Regions from separate parts of the Mus musculus genome. Here region 1 is linked to region 2. A link is a contact called in public Micro-C data. All regions are on one chromosome and are shown on one strand. Each heading gives the region's core, a stretch centred on a gene start, on an enhancer-like site or on the middle of the called end of the contact. The rest is flanking DNA. Distances are from core to core; before and after follow the strand shown. Region 1 overlaps Arhgef11 (Rho guanine nucleotide exchange factor (GEF) 11). Region 2 overlaps Gm40085 (predicted gene, 40085).

Region 1 (7,268 bases), core at 1,272-3,771, 170 kb after region 2:
TTGAAATTATTCCCTATACCCTATCAGACCACTATGAATTAAAGCTGGATCAACAACAACAGAAAGCTTACAAACTCATGGAAACAGAAAGACTCTCTATTGAATGACTACTGAGTCAAAGCAGAAATAAGATCTGGAGAAGGACAAGAAGAGGTGTGGCCTACTTATATAGCACTGACAGGAGCAGCCCAGCAGGCATCCCTGCTAGGGTTAGATGCTGAGAGACAAAGCAACTAGTTGGAGGAAAGAGGTCAGAAAGTAAAGATCTGGGGGATCCACAGGAGACAGGACCTGGGGGAGGGAAGGCTGCTGCAGGTGTGCTACTGCAGCTGTTCTGCTGCAGAGCTGGGGGTGAGACTGGGAACTGGATTTGGGGGAGCAGAGGGAAAAGAGAGGAGCTACAAACACCCTACCTGGTTGTCTGGTAGGTGGGCACTGCAGGTTTTGAGTGCCAGGAGTGGAAGTTGACCTTCAGAATGTCTCATACCAACCAACCCAGGAATATAGTCTCCATGGGGTGCAGCTCCACGAGTGTAGCTCCATGGCAGATTCATGGCAACACCTGCTGGGGCCATAGCGAAGTCAGCTGAAGGTAACTCTCCCTCCCTTCCCTTAGTCTGAAGGGCTAGAGGCTCCAATTGCAGAAAAGGGCAGAACATGGTTCACAAAGTAGAAGCCACTGTGTGGTGTGGTTTAAATTTTTATAGTAGCCATATGAAAAGTGGTAAGAGAGAGATACAATTAATTTTGATGGTATGCATTTCATTTAGCCCATTACATTCAAAATGCTATCATTTCAATATGTTGGTGGTGGTGCTTCAATCCCAGCATTTGGGAGGCAGAGGCAAGTGGATCTTAGAATTCAAGACCAGTATAATCTACAGAATGAGTTCCAGGATGGCCAGGGCTGCACAGATAAACCTTGTCTTGGGGGGAAAAAGGATTATTGAGACCATTTTTTTTTTTACACTAAATTATTGAAATCTGGTGTGTATTTTATTTTTACAGCATATTTTAGTATGAACCAAGTACAGTTTAGCCAGTACTCTTTAACACATGCTATTATTCAATGCAAGACAAGGCCAGAAAGTGCACCCAACATCAGCTCCCAGCAGCCTGCCCTTGGGACACTCTCATTTGCCTTTCTGGCATGTCTGATTGCTAGTGCTCCCCTTCAGGTATATGTCCTCCACCCTATATAATCTCTGGGCCTCTGGTGTTTTCTCTTCAGTACACTCTAGTCACTGGTAGTCAGGTCTCCCTTTTTAAAGATCTATCTGGTCGTGCTAGATAGTGCTATTCCTATAAGTAAAATCCAGAACCCTCACATGTAAAGATTGTATGTGTGCGACCTGCCCCAGTCCTGATGGCATTCTGCTTCCTAAGGTCGCTGGGTTGCTTTCCAGTTTGCAGGGCCTTTGACATACTGGATCTCACTTAGTTCTCACAGCTGCCATGTGACATAGGAAGACCCGAACAAGTGAAACATTTATCCATATTATTTAGGTAGAAAAATAGACTTGAACTTAATAGGAGGTTTTCTAAGATACTCCTAATAACAGCAGAACAGGCTGAAAACTCATGTCTTTGGAGAATCTCTTTAGTCCTGTTTCTTGCTTAATTCTTTTGCTTTTTTCTCAATATTGCAATGGCATTGACAGCTCGACAAGGTTGCTGTGTCTTTTACTTTTTTCTGTGCCTATACACATTCTTTCCTTCCCTGCATGTCAACAGAGCCGCTGTCAGAATCCTACCCTTTCCGGGGTGCTCTGGGTAAATCCATTTAACACATGCCAATCATTCCTTGGATCTAATTTGTAGCTTCCAGTGCACTTGAACGTGTGTTTGCCTGTTTGGCAGATGCTTCACTGATTAGTGTATAGGACTGAATTCTTTGTTTTTTCAAGACAGGGTTTCTCTGTGTAGCCCTGGCTGTCCTGGAACTCACTTTGTAGACCAGGCTGGCCTCGAACTCAGAAATCCACCTGCCTCTGCCTCCCAAGTGCTGGGATTAAAGGCATGCTATTTAGGTTGGCACCATAGAAAGAAGGTCCAGGGAAATCCAGTGTGGCTTCCCTGGAATATATCTGAAGCTGAGCCCTGAAGAATGAGTGGATCTCAGAGAGTTAGCAACTGGTGGTCAAGGGGAGTGTGGCAAAAGATATGGACTTGTAAAAGACACACACACCATGTTCAAGACTTAGAGCTCAATCAGAAACAGGAATCATTGGACCAGGCTTTGTGGACACACCTTTTATCACAGCACTCGGAAGGCAGAAGCAGGCAGGTCTCTGTGACTTGGAGGCCATCCTGGTGAGTTCCAGGACAGCTAGAGTTACACAGTGAGACCCTATCTCAAGAAAACAAAAAACAGAGAATCCCTGAAAGGTGAAGGGTGTTGAATGTTGTGACTCACTTCTTTAAAGGATAGCTGTGAAGCAAAAGCACTAGTACGTGCAGGAGTTAAAGCTGAAGTGGGTATAGGAGGCCAGATCTTGTCAGGTGAAGTCAGAGGTGCCTCAGGCCATTGTAGAGGCCGTGCTGTCGAGGTGGATTCCTGAGATGCCGGGCAGTCAAGTCGGAGGGGCCCGATTGATTCATTTCGAGATCAAGAAACTTGAATTTCTGGCATGGGCCTGCACAGCACTGCTTGCAGAGGAGAAAGCATGTGCATGGCTGGCCTGGAGCTGAGGACACTGGCTTCAGTTTTTAACATTCTAGCTTCAAGGAGTTGTGGAGGAGGTGATTTTGTCTTTTTCCATAGCCTTTAAGAAAGCTGGTGGTACCACTTCTTGTTATTGCTTGTTGTTATAGTGCTACTTGCTGCTGCTGCTGCTGCAGCTGCTGGGAATCAGATTTGGAGGGGCCAGGTGACTTGCCTGAGAAGTACACAGCCAGGAAAGGACTGAACCTGGACTTGGGATTGTGTTTGAACCACTAACAATGTGTAGGGGGCCAGATGTTATTGGCTGTCTGGGGAGGAATATGTGTATGTGGAGGGGTGTGTGTGTCCACGCACGCATATGTGAAGCTAGGGATAAACTTCTGGTGTCACCATCTATTGTTTTCCACTTTATTTTTGAGATAGGCTCACTGAATGGCTAGACTGACTGGCCAGGGAGCCCCTGGGTTGTCCCAGCCCTGCCTCTGAACACTTGGATTATAGGTACATATTGATACTTGGCTTTTTACATGGGTGTTGAGACATCTCCCTCCAGCCTCTAACGCTCTGTTTTTAAAACCATATCCCATCTGTGTTCCAGTGTTGACAAGCTAAACAACCCTCAGCATACTAGTCTGCCTGCTTCCTCCACACACACGTCTGATAGCCAGTTCCTCCTCTGATACACTCATGAAATTAGAAAGGAGAGACTGGGGCTGGGACTTGATAGCTCTTCAGTGCATATATATATCTTTGATATCCTGGACAACAGTTACACAGGTGTTCTTAAAGTGATTGTGAAAATGTGAGTGAACCTCTTTTTCGTATGATTGGGGGTAGGGGGAGGTCTGGGTCGAGTGAATAAGTCACCCTAGACTGCTCACAGGAAGAAAAGGTGACATTTTAAACATTTTTTTATTTTAAGATTTATTTATTTATTTATTATATGTAAGTACACTGTAGTGGTATTCAGACACTCTAGAAGAGGGCATCAGATCTCATTATAGATGGCTGTGAGCCACCATGTGGTTGTTGGAGTTTGAACTGAGGACCTTTGGAAGAGCAGTCAGTGCTCTTAACCGCTAAGCCATCTCTCCAGCCCTTAAATATTTTTTAATGGTGGAAGGAGATTTTAGGTACAGCTCAATGCTAGAGCTATGGGCTAGTGTACACAAAACACCAAAGAGCAAAGGATGATGAACTATAGTGGATGACTTTAGGGGAGAAATAACAGATGTGGTTACTTGTTAACAGCTTAAAAGAGAGTGAGGGCGGTTTCCTCAGACAAGGACCAGTAGTAGATACATCAGACAGTAGTAGATGCACAGCCACCTCTTACTCAAGCTCTAGGGAGTCTGATGCCCTCTTCTGGCCTCCACAGTCACCTCCACACTTGGCAGAAGCACAGACGGCACACTGACACATAAGTAAAAAAAATTCTAAAAGTAAAAATAATAGTAACAAATATAAACACTTGGGTAAGTGGTTATTTGAGAACAGAATTCTCAAAACACATAGCAGATTTCAAGTAGAATAGATTTTTTTTTTTACCTTTGAGAAATCTCACATCACCACCACAGGGCAAGCTATACAATATCACTTATAATGTTTCAAAATAGCCAGGATGGGTGTAGTGGCATGTTCCTATAATCTCTTGCTGAGGCAAGAGGATACTTAATTTGAGCCTAGCCTGGGTTAAATAGTGAGTTCCAGGACAGTTTGGAATACAGAGTGAGATTCTGTCCCAAACAAACAAAAACATTGAACCTGATTTTCATCATGAGGAGACAGGAGGCATTTACCAATTGTGGGCCATTCATTCAACAAGACGGTCGGCTTGGACTCTTCAGACTATCCTGTGGGGGTGAGGGGAGGGAGATGGCTCAGTCAGTAAAGTACTTGCTGTACAAACGTGAGGACCAGAGTTCAGATCCACAGCACCCATGTGAAACACTGGAACTGATAGAATCTGTAATCCCAGCTCTAGCTCTGTGTCTAGGAACGCAGAGACATTCGAATCCCTGGAGTTCCCTGGCCAAACAGCCTAGCTGAATTATTGAACTCCAGGTTCAGTGAGAAACCCTATCTTTAAATAAGGTGCAGAGTACCTGAGGAAACACCTGATACTGACCTCTGACCTCCACATTTGTACAAACATATCCATACACATAGAACACACAACATGATAAAGCATCATTGTTCTAAGAGATAAAATGGGCAGAGGGCTCAGTAGGTGGAAAGAATCATAATGCAAATATCTGATATTCAGGATATCTGTTATTCAACCCCAGTGAAAAGGTCATTCGACCCACAGGTTGAGAACTGCTGATGAAGAGCATTACTCTCCCTCCTGCTCCTTCAACTTTAGTGCTGCTTGAAATTATTCAAAATCAAACATGGAGCAGGGTAACTTGATAGAGAGGGAAGGGGTAGAAGCAATTGGGCAATATCTTTAAAAACGTATATGGTTAAGTTGGAGGCAGACGTGAGCACAGTATTCCATAGGATCTGCTAGTGGAGAGAGGCAGTCAGGAGTGAACTTGAAATTTTTTTTTAGATTCACCTAATGAAAGGCACTCACACGCCAAATTGTATACGTAGTGAAAAGCTGAGGAGTCTATCATGGGTTCTCGAAGGGCTGAGGAATGATGTGACAGAGGGACAGTAAAATGACATGATCGTAGTTGGTGGCAGTCAGTACTTGGTAGTCAGTTTCTTTCAATAACCCAAGCTTGAGACAGTGTACCTACTAAGGTACCAAGTGCACGGATAACACTGAACTTTCTGGACAAGGAAAACTTCCTCTTGATCAAGAGTGCACTGAGGGAAGACAAACCATAAACAGGAAGTGTATTTGTTATACCGGAACAGGTTCTGAAGGACCTATTTTAGCTGGATAATTTGTATCAGAAAACTCTAGAGAGTATATGTTTGAAGGGAAATCTCTACTCTTTTTTTTTTTCTTTCCCCGAGTCAGGGTTTCTCTGTATAGCTCTGGCTGTCCTGGAACTCACTTTGTAGACCAGGCTGGCCTCGAACTCAGAAATCTGCCTGCCTCTGCCTCCCAAGTGCTGGGATTGAAGGCGTGTGCCACCACTGCCCTGATGAAATCTCTACTCTTAAGGTTGAAATTAAATGAAACCTGAACTTTGGTATTACATTTTATTTTATATTTTATTTTTATTTCTTCAAAAGGAGCTCTGGCAAAGTTTTATTAAAGGTAAACTTTCTTGTTTACTTCTCACCAGTCTGTTCTGGCATGCTTCTAATAATATCAGAATCACCTGGGTCAATGATAGCCAGTGTGCATACTCTGTAGTATTTTCCACACGCTGTGCCCAGTTCAATATTATTGCCACTGTAGTGATAGACCCCAGTTTTAGCCAACATGGCATAGAACTCTATTTCAGATTTCCTCAAAGCTGGACAGTTGTTGGCAAGGATAACCAACTTGGCTTTGCCTTGTCTGATCATCTTCAGAGTCTGTTTGTATCCCAGCACGTACTTCCCACTTTTCATAACAAGTTGGAGCCTAGAGTTGATCAACTCCAGAGACTTTTCCGTCTTCTCTGCAGCCACCATCTTCCTGCCTTAGGTGCTGGACAACCCCCAACCAACACCAGCCACCAAGATGGCCAGGGATGGAGAAAGGCTTGGTATTACTTTTTTTTTTTTTTTTTTTTTTTTTGAGACAGGGTTTCTCTATATAGCTCTGGCTGTCCTGGAACTCATTTTGTAGACCAGTCTGGCCTCAAACTCAGAAATCCACCTGCCTCTGCCTCCCGAGTGCTGGGATTAAAGGCATGTGCTACCACGCTCAGCTGGTATTACATTTTAATGGAGAAAATAACTGCAATTTTTTTTCTTCTGACCACCATGTCAAACTTCTTTATTCTCTTCTTTGCTTCCTCCCTGGGCTCTCATATTTTAACCTCCTAAGGTTTTCCTTCCAAATGTATGCTCAGACATGAAACTAATATGACCCAAAGTTTGGCTGTTCTTTCTACCTACCAGGCCTAACATAGACATGTCTTCTTCCTTCAATTCATTGGTCATTTTTCCTTTTTTAAGCTCTTAATTTAACAAAAGAAATGCAGCTATATTTGTGTGGTGTAAGCAAGGGCACAGTGAACCACTGAATTAGACCATTCCAATGGTAGAAAGAAAGGTTGGTTGGGGATCAGATTACCAAGGGACAGAGAGAAGAGAAAAGTGACAGACAAGCAGGCGGATTTTATCCAGCAGGGTGGGGGTCTTTGATCTGATACAGGCTGTTCAGATTGACAGGGACTAGATGCTCTGTCTGAAGTAGTTGACCTTTGGGGGAGGATCAAGGGAGGTTCCTGGTAATTTAAGGGAAGTTCTTGGTAGGCAGAAACCCACCTTTAGGTCTCTGTTTAGCAAATAACATTCTGTTTACCAGGCAAAGTTCTTCTATTTAAAGTAAAGTCTTCACTACCGGTGAGGGCAGGGCAGGGTAGAGAGGAACACCTTTAATATCTGACAATCTGTCCTGTCAGACCCACCCTGACCTGTGCTTGCTTGGGTGCTTGGTTGGTTGGTTGGTTGGTTGGTTGGTTTTGGTTTTAGTGAAACCTGTAGTGGC
Region 2 (7,297 bases), core at 2,635-5,134:
GAGACAGACAGACAGACAGACAGACAGGGCCTGGTGTGGGGTTTTGAAACCTCAAAGTTCATTCCCAGAGACATTCCTTCACCTCCTCCAACAAAGATGCATCTCCTAGCCCTTTGCAAACAGTTCAGCTGGGGGCTGAGCATGCTAATAGATGCACTGGGGGTGTATTTTCATTTAAACCACTACAGTGAACTTATTCAACTATACCCTAGGCCTCCTTGGAAGCCAGGAACAGAACTGGCTACAAATAGCCCTGGAATTTAGTCTCTAAGTTCACCCCAACTAACTTGTTCTCTAAGTGCACCCCAACAAGTATTGGCAGTTCAATTTCCTTCTGGGACAGTCTCCATCCGTACAGTACCCACAATTATATTAGTGCTTCTATCCAAGCCTGAGGACCACAAATTCCCTTCAAGTCCCTGTGCCCCTCAGTTTTAGACACCTCCTCTCCCGTCTTATAAACTGCTGGCACCCGATTTGGACAGACGGAGGCAGCAATTGTCCCAGGTCCTTGCTGCCCAGGCTTGTCCTCTGGGAAAGGACAAGCCAGAGGAGCAGATTCCCTCTTCTGCATATAGAAAATCACCAGACCCAGCCTCGCCTCTCCACAGGTTGATGGTGGGGGCAGGAGTCACAATTTTTTCTTTCCCCTTGCCAACATCTCCTGGGAATTATCCTTGACTAAACCCTGGTCACCATAAGTCCACATGAAATTTCATGCATAGCTGTTAAGACAGAAACCAGCTGCTTTCTGGTTGTAGCTGAGACCCATTCTACAGGAAATTCTTTCCTGTCTCTGTACACCTGGCCAAAGATCCGTGTTTCTAGAGGTCGTAGGCCTTGGAGTAAACTTTTGTTTTGCCAAATGGACATTTTGTCAGGCAGCTCCTGTTTATGTGGATATCCGGCAGCATATGCTCTCAACCTTGATAGATAAAGCTGCTTTGAGCAGGGAACAGCAGTTAACACAAAAGCTCGTGGCTTCTTAAAGAATTAGTGACTACTGAGTGTTCACCCTTGAGTACAACATGTATATCACCCCCTCCAGTGTTCAGGGAACATGACAAGGGAGGATGCAGAAAGAACCTAAAAGCCAGAAGGGGAGAGGCCTGCGAATCATTGTCTTCTGGACGTGACATAACTGTTGCAATCACAAACTCACAGCAGCTGAGATTGTCTGCAATGGGTCTGTGCAACCACCAATGATATATTGGGGGAGGGGGGACTCAGGAGCCTTGCCCCTCCCCCAGGGAACCATTGGCTGCTGTGGGAAGGAGAAGTCACTGTAGTCAGTGGTGGCCATGCTCTAGTAAATAGTTACATCTGTGTTCGCAGGGGTAGCCCTCACTGCACTCGGTGAGTCACAAAACAGAACAAAAGAAGACCTGAAAGAGGGAAGGGAAATTGCTGGCAGGAAGGTGAAGTCAGTGGGGTGGAAGAGATATAAGAGAGGGTGGAGGGGGTGAGAATAATCGGATTGTGTTATATCCATATATAAACCTCAAATAATAAATTTAATTTAGAAAAACAAGCAGCGCATAAAATTACAAAAGATTCTGATTGTTTCTTCAAACCCCATGATACCCACAGAGAGAGTGGAGGAAGAAAAGAGGGAGAGAAGAGAAGGTGCTAATACCTTGTGATAGGACCTCAGTGAGAAATGGGGGGTGACGGGGGGGGGGGTGTTTTGTTCTTGTTAAGGAAGGAAGTCTTAAGTAGACCTCACCGGCTGTGGACAGGAGAGAGAACGAAACAGTAAGACTGGGCTCTGTCTTTGAAGCCCCAAGGAATGGAAAAACTGGTGCCAGAAGGGCTTAGGAGCAGGAAGAGAGGTGACAGATGCTACATAGAGCAGGGAGGACCCTGAGGGAGTTGTCCAATGTCCATGAGACAGAGTAGGAAGGAGCCCTGTGTTCGTGCCAATGGCCCGCTAAATATGCAACTCATGCGATCACAGTCACTCGGTCCTCTTCTCTAGCTACCCACTCCACAGCAACAGGACAAGACTGGTGTTGTGATCAAACTTGAGAGTCCCCAAGGCAGGTCCAGCCACCCTCCTCAATACATCAACTAAAAGAGCAGAAGGGGTGGGGGTATTCATTGTGGCTACACTGGAAAGAAGGACAAAGAGAGCCAAGGAATCTTCTCAAGTCTGTCTTCTGGGTCCTGAAATAAACTTCAATTTTAGTACCGGGTCAAGAATATGAACATCAAAACAGGCAAGGTCAAGGTGTGGTCCTGCCCATCTCTGATCCATTCTGTCCAGACTTCGGTCTCATCTTATAAGATGGTCTGACAACTTTGTTAGAACTGTGTGAGATCTCTTTCTGGGGGAGACAAGTTTCTCCCCCCCACAAAAGACCTGAGGTTTTTGTTTGTCCCAGTATGAGACACCTGGGGAAACTCCCATTTCTTTAGAGTCGCTCGTTCCAGTCATCTGATAGGATAGTCAGACGAGAGACACAAGTATCATTTTAGAATATCTTCATTTCTGCCAGGCCTAGTACAGTGAGAGAGAGTCCTGTGGTACTGAGTGAAGAGAGTAAGGGAGAAAAAAAAGAAAGAAACGATTGTCCATGTGTGACCCAAACTCAGACCAAGCTTAGCTGTCACGGTTACATTCTGAGGGGTCAAACTCGAGAAAAAGCGGTTATTGTGATAAGGTTTAGGGCATGCATAACCTGTGGCTGCGCCTGTCTTGACCGTGGTCCGTGAGGCCACGCTGTACCTTTAGTTTCGTACACTGTGTTCTTGTTCACAATCCAGAAGAATAAATTGGGTGTTTCTGAGATTTTAATCTCCCTCCTTAGGGTTATTTCTAGGTAAATCCCCAGGTGTCCACTGAGGTGTGAATGCTTTTAGAATCCTCTTACTCGATAGTGACAACTGTATATCTCACTACTGAATCACTTCGATGACTGCCAGTAAACCGGGACATTCTCTGGCCACATCTTCTGATTGTAAGTTACCTACACATATCACTGGGTGGCTCCACCTTCCTCCACCTGCTGGCTGTACAGAGTCCAGTCCAATCACAGGGCTAGTGACTGAGCATGCAGAATACTCCACTAGGGGGCGGTAGAGGCTCGGGGATTCCCTTCTATAACACCCTTCCGCTTCTTTTTTCTAAAGATCCAGACTCCAGTCCACCCAGGGTTTCCCTCACAGTCATTATTCCTCTTTGCATCATTTTTACCTCTGCTCTAGAACAGGCGCTGGAAGAGCCTACCCTCTAAGAAGAGGTTTAGAGAGTAAGTGGCCTAGAGGGTGGCATGGCTGGCTGATGGGACGGGGAATGTGCTCTGTCACCAGTGTTTTCTGCTTCGTCCTCCCCAAGGGCTATCGCTGGCTCTTGTTCGTCCCCTGCTGCGTTTGCTGCCGGAGGTCCCCAGAGGCTCATTTAGAGCCAGAGAGCTAAGTGAGGCATGGGTAAGAACAGAGACTGAGAGATTAAGTAAGAGTCCTGGAAGAAGAGGCTCTTGATCAACCGCCCAATTAATAGGGTCATTCCTTCCAACGCAGCCTCGCTAAGGAGAAACAGCGCCAAAAAAGACCAGTTTCCAGACACCCTCCTTCTTGCCCATGATAGGTCAGAATTGGGCCACACGTGGACTGTGCGCACAAACCTAGTTTCTCTAGGACAACTGGATTTCCGTAAGCACGGAGGATGAAATGCTCGTGTCTCCTTACCAGCCCCAGGATTTCGGATGACACGAGTGTTCAACTCAGGAAAGTCAACCATCCTATCTCACGGCATGGACAGGGACCAGGGCCAACCAAAGCAAGGCCTGGGAGACAAAAGGTGGAGCAGTCTCTCTCTCCTGTCGCCCTCTAGCTCCACTTCCTTCCCCTGAACTTGGCCTTGCCCTCCAGCCTCAGGGACCCAAGTCCCCAAGTCCAGATAAGTAGAGGTCAGAGTGTGTCCCCAGCTGACCAGGGAAACAGGCCTCTCCCCTGAACTTTGGTCTTGCTTAGTACCTGGGCAGCAGCCAAGAGTCAGGCTTTCCCTCTCCCAACTCAGACTTCCTGCTACTGCGGGCTGGGGAAATCCCAGACGCTAAACTGTGCCTCCCCACCCAGAGGCCAGGTCCTGAAGGCAGGGAGGGTTGGCAGGGAAGGGCCCTGGGAGATGTGGGTTCTAGGGATTACAGGAACCAAGGGAAAGGAAACCCAAGATGAAGATAGTTGGCCTCCTTCACTCCTTGTTCTTATGAGGATTTGACCAGTGCCAGCCACCTCAGGGGAGACCACTGAGAGCTGCTGAGGGCCAGTAGAGGGAGAGGGAGACGGCTGGGAAACACAGGGAGAGAATGATGTCTATTGAGGAAAAAAAGATCCAGACTGGCTGAGATGAGGGACCCTCGTTCCCCACACTGGGAGCTGGTCCCTCCTGGAGTAGGGGGAGGGGAGTGTCATTTACATGGAAGCCCCTCACCCACCCACCCCTCCCCCACTCCAGAGTAGCTGGGCTGTGGAATGGCCCTGTGCATGTGACAGGCTATTCTTTATCCTTTTCTGTATAGATTTGGGTCTGGACCTTCACAGCAGCTGTGATAGGCTTTCTCCCATGCTCCTGAGATGCATCAGTGGACTGTAGCCCAGCTAAGACCAGCAGTCTTCTGCTCCATTCCCCACTGCTTGGCAGTTACTGCCCTTCCTGGCCAAAGTGAATCCAGGACAGACACCTGGACCTTGGGTCATAAGTCAGTTCATGGGTAAGAGACTGAGAAACTTCCTTTCACAGTATAGAAGCCTAGCTCCATCTCCCTACACTGAACCCATCTGAAACCTACCTTCATCCTCCCTTCCCTTCCTCCTGGAAAAAGCCAGTCTGGAAGCCTCCATACCACCTGTGGTACCCAGTCCAGGCGGATGGCAAGCCCCTTTGGCCCCCAGAGCCTCACCACTAGTCTCCACACCTTCCAGGGGTCAGCTGGTGTCAGGTGCCAGTTCTGGAGAGATGAGTAAGACACCAGCCTCGCCCTTGGAGGGGGTTACCACAGCACAGCGAAAGTACTTTGCCAGGAGCACAAAGGGCTTCATCGGTGAGAACCGTAGCTCTAATTTGGGGCTAAGCAATGCAGTCTGCCCTGTTTCTGTCTGTCCTCTCTGAAGGGAATGCGGGGCTGGCTCTCTGGCTGCCGGCTGAGTGGTCTCACACAAGTGTCCCCCACTCCCCGTGACCTGTAGGATTCGGGAGGATTAGATTTCAGTGCCAGCACTGTTAGCTCTCATACACCAAGCCCTGCCCTGGGTGCCTCGTATGGAAGGTGCCATTTAATCCTTGCAACCCCAACTTCCTACCAGGAAGATGGCATTATCATCTCTACTTTCAGAAGAAAATGAAGCCTGAGAGGGTAAGTTGTCCAAATTGGTCCAGCTGGAAGGATTGGCAACAGAATTGATGCAAGATTGAGCTTCCTCAGCCAGGCAACTCTGCCGTCAGAATCATTGCAGTAGTAGCTAACTCTAGCTCTGTTTTGCTTTATGTGTGGGGTGTTCTGTCTGCTTCGCGTGTGTCTGTGCACATATGCATGCTTGGTGCCCACAGAGGCTGGAAGAGGGTATTGGATCCCCTGGGACTGAAGTTACAGGTGGCTGTAAGTGACCATATGGGTGCTGGGAATTGAACCTGGGTCCTCTGAAAGGACAGACAATGCTCTCAACTGCTGAGTCATCGTTCTAGCCCCCGTTTTGTTCTTTGAGACGAGGTTTCAGGGTCCCGTGTAGCCCAGATTGGCCTGGAACTCAACACTGTACCTGGCTTGTCTATGCCTGATTTCATTTTGCTTATATCTAAACCTTAAAGCACCCCCTGAAAGGCAGATACGGACATTCTGAGGGAGCACGAGACCCTGACAGGGTAGGCGGTGACCAGGGTCCTGCAGGCCATTCCCTGCCGAGCCAGACCTGAGCTTGAGAACGTCTAACTTCAGAGTCCCCATGTCTGTGATTGGTCACCCACCCATACTCAGTCAGTCACCTTTCGGGCTCACGGTCATCCTTCATGTCTCCCTCTTGGTTTGTTGGCACACCTCCCCTTTCCAATTTCTAGCTGTGATTCCGTGCCCCACCAAAGTACACCAAATAAACCATCTCATGAGCCCCTGCATGTGGACTCGTTCAGTTCACCCCTGCATTCTTCTGACAATATATAGCTAAACAACATGGACCACACCTATTTTGAGACTTGATAATATTTGACAATGTGATATATATATATATATGTGTGTGTATACATATATATATATATATATATATATGCTTTTTTTTCCAATTTTTTTATTTCTTTATCCCTCATCAGAATGTACAATTCCTTAAGGGGCAAGAATCTTGAGATTCCTTTACCTCTTCTGCCTGCGCACCCTGCCCCCCCAGTCAGATAGTAGAGTGCCCTCACCCAGTGCTCTGTAGAAAAAGAGAGAAGAAAATGACACTTCTCTGGGAAAGCCAAGAAGCCACAGTCACCCCACCTGTCCACACCTCCTGTCTGTGCACGCTCTAATTCCAACATAGCCTCAGCCCCATCTGGAGTAAGCCTGGGAGTTGAAGCCCTCAGAGGAGATCAATTCAAGGACAGTTTTACTCCCCCCCTCCACAAAGCCTCCATCCTTCCCTAAATGGGGTTGCGGGTGGTGGATTAACTGGCAGGAAGGAAAGGAGAGAGCATACATGTGGGGCTGCCAATAGCACAGAAGTCCTTGTATCTGACCCATGCCGTTCCTGAAGCAGCCAGGCATCGGGCCCACCCTCCTAAGCTGCTAACCTGCATGTGATGTCTTGAAGGTCTTGGTTTTTGAACGAAGAGCTCGCCTTTTCACTTTGTGTTTCCTCGGTATTTCCTGGCAGGCAAAAGGGAACACGTGAAGAGTGCCTGCCGTGGTTATATGGTACACCTTGGCAAACTGTGCCTGTTGGGAGCGCCAGGACGATTAGTGCTGAGACCACTTTGCACAGGGGAGTTGCAAAGGCAGATGGGGCTGGGGGATGCTGGGAAGGCTGCCTTGTTAGCAGAGGGTAACCCAGAGCTGCAGACTGTTCCAGAGATGCTGAGAAGGAAAGAGTGCTGAGAGTGTTAACTGCACCCCACCCCATCCCTGCCTGCTCAATAAGAGCCTGGGCTCTGTCCCAGGCACCTCTCTTATCCTGTCTTATCTTTTCTTATCTCCGCTCTCTACTTCTGAAACCTCAACTGTTTGCTCTCCCTCCTCCTCTCCCCAGGCCTGTCACCTCCTCTCTGAGGCCTTCCTTGGCCGGTGGCACGTTTCCCTCAGATCCTTTTCTGTGAAGCAGCGGC

Evidence for each region. Hi-C and Micro-C count contacts between places; a contact is called where the count stands out from the background.
Region 1: a contact with region 2 is called in a Micro-C map of trophoblast stem cells, with 2.3 times the contacts expected there. The contact joins two enhancer-like sites. A contact is called at or near these places in 5 of 39 promoter capture datasets (embryonic stem cells, hippocampal neurons, liver and 1 more), 9 of 484 Hi-C or Micro-C datasets (the HL-1 cell line, cerebral cortex, embryonic stem cells and 5 more), 1 of 115 datasets of contacts at active chromatin or transcription factors (bone marrow-derived macrophages) and 1 of 9 other capture datasets (embryonic stem cells).

Annotation. Positions count from the first base shown.
Region 1 is chr3:87,673,755-87,681,022 of GRCm38.p6, forward strand. All of the region lies in intron 1 of Arhgef11 (Rho guanine nucleotide exchange factor (GEF) 11), which reads left to right. Gm6570 (predicted gene 6570) reads right to left here and starts at 6,271. Exons shown (of 1, transcript NM_001370863.1): 1 at 5,889-6,271. The coding sequence starts at 6,244. The coding sequence ends at 5,897. Within about 2 kb of position 2,522, at least 8 of the 459 cell types and tissues checked have an H3K27ac peak or open chromatin away from gene starts, as enhancers often do. A contact at or near this core is called in trophoblast stem cells, where this site is marked.
Region 2 is chr3:87,505,342-87,512,638 of GRCm38.p6, forward strand. It overlaps Gm40085 (predicted gene, 40085), which reads right to left. Exons shown (of 2, transcript NR_168327.1): 1 at 6,767-7,297. Among named protein-coding and RNA genes, the nearest start is that of Gm40085, 3.7 kb to the right of the region's middle. Within about 2 kb of position 3,885, at least 84 of the 459 cell types and tissues checked have an H3K27ac peak or open chromatin away from gene starts, as enhancers often do. A contact at or near this core is called in trophoblast stem cells, where this site is marked.